Regions from separate parts of the Gossypium hirsutum genome. Here region 2 is linked to region 1. A link is a contact called in public Hi-C data. All regions are on one chromosome and are shown on one strand. Each heading gives the region's core, a stretch centred on a gene start, on an enhancer-like site or on the middle of the called end of the contact. The rest is flanking DNA. Distances are from core to core; before and after follow the strand shown. Region 1 holds the start of LOC107914531 (B3 domain-containing transcription repressor VAL2). Region 2 has its middle 33 kb from the start of LOC107914538.

What was found. A called contact is a pair of places that touch in the nucleus more often than the background predicts.
Region 2: a Hi-C map of leaf shows a contact between it and region 1, with 1.7 times the contacts expected there. The contact joins the enhancer-like site here to the promoter of LOC107914531 in region 1. A contact is called at or near these places in 5 of 34 Hi-C or Micro-C datasets (callus, leaf and seedling).

The regions. Positions count from the first base shown.
Region 1 is chrD10:19,054,195-19,056,894 of Gossypium_hirsutum_v2.1, forward strand. LOC107914531 (B3 domain-containing transcription repressor VAL2) reads left to right here and starts at 1,364. Exons shown (of 13, transcript XM_041102166.1): 1 at 1,364-1,717; 2 at 1,909-2,037; 3 at 2,446-2,527; 4 at 2,629-2,700. The coding sequence starts at 1,925.
Region 2 is chrD10:19,143,373-19,146,072 of Gossypium_hirsutum_v2.1, forward strand. No RefSeq gene overlaps it. Among protein-coding and RNA genes, the nearest start is that of LOC107914538, 33 kb to the right of the region's middle. Within about 2 kb of position 1,314, at least 8 of the 9 cell types and tissues checked have an H3K27ac peak or open chromatin away from gene starts, as enhancers often do. A contact at or near this core is called in leaf, where this site is marked.

The DNA.
Region 1 (2,700 bases), core at 114-2,613:
ATCGTGGCCGTCATCACTTGCTCGTCAATTATCATTTACGTTATTGATTAGACCCGACATTTCTTTTAACTCTTGGTTTAAGTTTAGCCCTTGTTTTCGGACAAGAGCCAAACTGGTTTTCCGTTTCATTCTCACTCTACGCGTGCCTATGCGCGTCCATTTCACTCATCAACGCCACCGTTTTGAATTCACTCGCGCGTGGGTTGGCGTTTCTCTTTCAGCGCGGTAGGTAGGTAAACTGGCATCCAGGTCACCTAACATCAGCACATCATTAATATGACGTAATAAATAAAAGAGAAAACCAAAAATATCAACAGTATAATAATGATCCTTGATGGTTGACACATGTGCACGCAGAATTCCGTTGGACGGCGTGGACTGTCGAAAGACCAATTTCTCCAAAGTATAACGTCAACTCTTCTTGGTTTACTCGTAATAGAAAAGGACAGCCGAGGGTAATATCGAAAATTCGTGTCTGATACTTATGGCCTGCGAAAATATGCGTTAAGATAGAAAAAGCGCCTAGTGGCGCACTTTACGGTGATATCCACAAGCGTAGTTTTATACGCTTCATATTTGTAATTCTTAATTTTGTTCAATATCAAAGTTTTAATGACGCGCTAACTAGTACGTGATAAATTAGCAATGGCTTTTTAAACCTATCAAAGCCGATTCACCGGGTCCCGCATCTGATCAAACGCTTCCCCTTGGGCGATTATCTCAACAACAAGCACGCAGCGAGTACGGGAAATAATTTATTACACAAACAGATTTCTAGTATTATAATATGAAATGTCATAATGATTGATTTAACCCCTAATATTTATCTCTTTTCTCACTTTAGATCTAATTCTTTTCTTTTAATCACTTTGGCCCTGTTTTTTCTTTCGGTAGAAAAACTGTTTGGAATATTAAGATTTTAACAACAATCATACTGTAACCTACTTAGTAATCCGTGTGCACTTAATAAAAATTAAATAAGTACATCAAGAAATCATAATCCTTTCCCTAAAAATATCTACCAAGAGAATGAGATATATATAAAATGCCATATAGGTTACCATATTAATGCTGTTAAAATTAAATAGTTCTATTTAAATTCTTTTATGTAATTAAATAAATATTACATATTTTTTTATTTTTTAAAATGTATAAAAATTGGTCTAACTGTACAAATGCAAAAGGTATGAATTCATACCAATATATATTTAAAAGAATAAGATACATCAAATTATTTGACATAAATAAAAAAAATGTTCTGAAAATAAACACTTAAATTAAAGGATTAAATCCACCAAGAAGGCATAGTAGGGGGACTCTATGTGGAATTTGAACATTATCTTATAATAAGAGAAAAGAAAGAGAAAAAAGAGGGTGGGGGGACGGAGTTCGCCGAGTCTTGAAGTATCATCGTGCATGCATTTTTTTTTTTTGCTAAGTACCAAACTCTTTTCTCTTTCTTTCTCTCTCTTTGTTTTTTTTTTTGCATGCACATGAGTTGTTTGCTATCTCTCACATCGCCGATTCAACTCTTCCCTCGTCGGAACTCCTCGTTATTCTCTCTCTTTCTCGATTCTCTTCCATAATTTATTTTCAAACCTCGTCAGCTCAAAGTCTCATAGTTGCTAATTAGTACAACAAAAAGTCGCCACCGTTTCTTTTCGCAACGATTTTCAACACCCGGTGAAGCCGAAGCTCCTGATATTTTCTTCTAAAGGTTGTTTTTATTTCGGTTTTGTTTTCTTTTTAAATTGATTAGTCTCCTACTTTGACTGATTTTGAATCTGTTCTATTTTGCGTTTTAGCTGGCTGGGTGGATTTTCTTGAACAAAATCTTTATAGGGGGGTTTTCACTGTTTCCGATTTGATCTTCTTTTTCCCTCGTATTGTAAAAAAAAATATTTGTAGGGATTAAATTTGGAGCATGGCGTCAAAGAGTTGCATGAATGGACTATGCGGCGCTACAACGTCGATTGAGTGGAGAAAAGGCTGGGCTTTGCGATCTGGAGATTTCGCCAATCTCTGCGATAAATGCGGGTAATTATGAAATTATAATCACTTAATCCTTCTTTTGTAAGCTCAGTAATTAGCTAAGCTCACTTTTCCTAGTCTAAGACAGAACAATTGAAACTATTTTATTTGCATTTGTTGTTTGTGAGTATTTAATTTTTTTTTTACGTGAATTGGAATATAATTTGGTTGAATTGATTCACTCATGGAAGCTAGAGAGTAATGGAACAGTTATTGAAACGATTAGATTTTTGTACTTATATCCATCCTCTTTTAACATTGCCGGAAATTTGATTATGTTTTGAATTATATAGAGTAGCTACATACAGGACATAATCCAAAGAAGGCAGAAATTATGCCGAACTGATCCCAATTCCCATTGAAAGAACTCCAATTGTTTAAAAGCAATTCATTTATGATTTATATTTGGTCTAGGTCTGCATATGAACAGTCAATATTCTGCGACATATTCCACTCGAAGGATGCAGGGTGGAGGGAATGCAGTTCATGTGGCAAGGTGTGTGACCCCAAGTGTTTAGTTTCTTGCCTTGTCATTGCCAATTTTCTCTTCCGTTTGTAATAGTGTTGTGCAAAATCTCAATGTCTTGGCAATGGCAGCGTCTCCACTGTGGATGTATTGTTTCCAGGAGCTTGCTTGAGCTTCTCGATAGTGGAGGGGGCATTATCTGT
Region 2 (2,700 bases), core at 64-2,563, 89 kb after region 1:
GATTGGTTAGTCTTGAAGGATCAAAACATTAATTTTTTCCATAGACGAATAATTCATAGGAGAAAGCATAATAGGATTACTGCTCTGAGGAATGAGAACGAATAGTGGGTTTTCGATAACGCTCTGTAGGTTGAGGCGATTAAGTTTTTTCTGAGTTTATATGGAGAGGTTCTTGAACCTTTGAGTGGAATTCCATCTAGTGCGTTTCCTAAACTTGAGAATGCGGAGGTTCATTTTTGAGCAATGAAGGTACAGATGAGGAAATTAGAACTACCCTATTTGATATGGCTTTGCTTAAAGCTCCAAGAAGCGGAGGGTTTCATGCCTTATTCTTTCAGACTCAATGGGACCACATTAGTACAATTATTTGTAATTGGGTTAGGTTAGTGTTTTTCGAGAAAGCTATTAATTCAGATTTGAAATAACACTTTAATTATTCTTATTCCCAAGGTTCATAATCCTGAAAGCTTTTCTTAGTTTTGGCCAATCAGTTTATGTTCAGTCCTCTACAAACTGGTAATAAAAATCATCGCTAATCGATTTAAAGTAATTTTTCCTAAGATTATTGCATAAGAACAAGCATGATTCATTTCTGAAAGAAACATCATGAATAATATTATTATAGATCAAGAAGTTATTCATTCCATGAAAAACAAGCAGAAGAACAGAAACTGGATGGTTATTAAAGTTGATTTGGAAAAAGCTTATGATTGGTTGAGATGAGAGTTTATCGATACTTCTCTCCATGCTACAGATATCCTTGATTTTCTTTGTAATGTTATTATGTCTACTATTACGAACTCTAATTTGCAGATCATGATAAATAGAGTCCCAATTGAGAAGGTTCGACCTATTAGGGGCATCCAATAGGGGCGTTCGCTTCCTCTATACCTCTTCATTTTGAGCATGGATTGGTTAGGACATGGTATTAAGTTTGCCATTACCATGGATCAGTGGAAGCCTACCAAGTTTTCGCGCATAGGGCCTACCCTTTCTCACATCTTTTTTGTAGATGATCTCATTTTTTCGAGTGAGTGGAGGTGTAGCAAGCCAAAATCATAAAAGGTATGATGGAAAGTTTTTGTGGTTATTCCAGCCACAAGTTAATTCTCGAAAGACGAACATCTTCTTTTCTAAGGTGTTAACAAGGAGTTGGGGGAGCAGATCAGTAGTATTTTTTGTTATCATAAGGTTCAAAACCTCGGTACGTATTTGGGGTACCCCCTTTTGATGATAAAGTTACTAATAGTACTTTAACGTTTGTTGTGGATAGGGTTCGGAGTAAGCTGTATAGTTTGGATGTGAGACATTTGTCTCTGGTAGGAAGGTTCATTTTGGCTCAATCTGTCTTATTGTCGATTCCAAGCTATTTCATATAGTCCATGATGGTCCCTAAAGATATTTGTGTAGAAATAGAAATCATAGTTAGACAATTTATCTAGTGATCCTCAGTTGGGGGAAGGAAAATAACAATGGTTAGATGAGAAGATATTTGCCAACCCCGATCTTGTAAGGGGCTGGGCATTAGGCATCTGCAGGATCAGAAGACTTCCTTTATGGCTAAGATTGGTGATGATGAATGCAAATTCTCTTTGGGTAAGTTTCCTGAAGTCGAAGTACAAAGTACAAAGTTCAAGATGAGACTCCAAAGGATATATTGATGGGAAGATGCTCGTTTCTTTGGAGGGCCCTTTCAAAGACCTGGCCTCTAATCTGTGAAAACTTAATATGGTCTGTGGGAAATGGTTGCAGTGTTAAATGCTGGTTGGATCCCTGGCTTCCAAATGTTTGGCCGTTTGTAGAAAAAATCCATTCAAATTCTAATCTTGAGAGGGATTGTTTACTTTTGGATATGGTTATAGAAGATGGCAGATAGAATTTGGATCTCTTTCATCTCTGGTTATTGAAGGATATATTTAGAAAGATTGTGGGGATCCCCTCCACATCCTTCTGCACGTCAATATAGAATTATATGGGCTAGGTCTACTATTGGGGCCTTTTCTGTTAAAAATGCTTATAGGAAACTTCGTGAGATGACGTGGAATCCAAAAAATGGATTATGGCAGATTCCGTGGAAATTTCATGGTCTATAAAGAGTTAGATTCTTCATTTGGATGATGATTAAAGAACGTCTTCTAACTAATATCGAGCGTGTAAGGAGGGGGAGAAGGAGCAACAGTTTATGTGGATTTTATGACCATGACTCTGAGGATGGCTTACATGTTATCAGAGATTGTAGAGCAACTAAAGATATTTGGTTACATGTGATTCTTGAAGATAAGTGCAAATGGTTTTTCTTTGGGGACTTGAAAGCATAGCTAGTGGCTAACTTGCAGAATCAGCCACAAATTTTGTTTGGGGAGGTGGAATGGTCATGCCTTTTTGGGTTAATCGCTTGGCGTATTTGGAAAATTGAAATTTACATATGTTTCAAAGAGTATCGTGGAGTGTTGATGAAGTGATTAAAGAATCATATAGTTGGGCTAAACAGTATGCTTCTACATGCAAGGTGTATGTGTCCAAAAGGAATACAACAAATTCCTGTCTGATATTGACAGGTAATTGGATTAAGTTAAACACGGATGGTGCCGTCTGGGTGGATTCTAGTTTTACTACTGCAGGAGGGGTTATGCATGACATGAAAGGGAATTGGATCTTAGGATTCAATAGGTGTTTGGAAGTATGTATGTTCAATGCTGG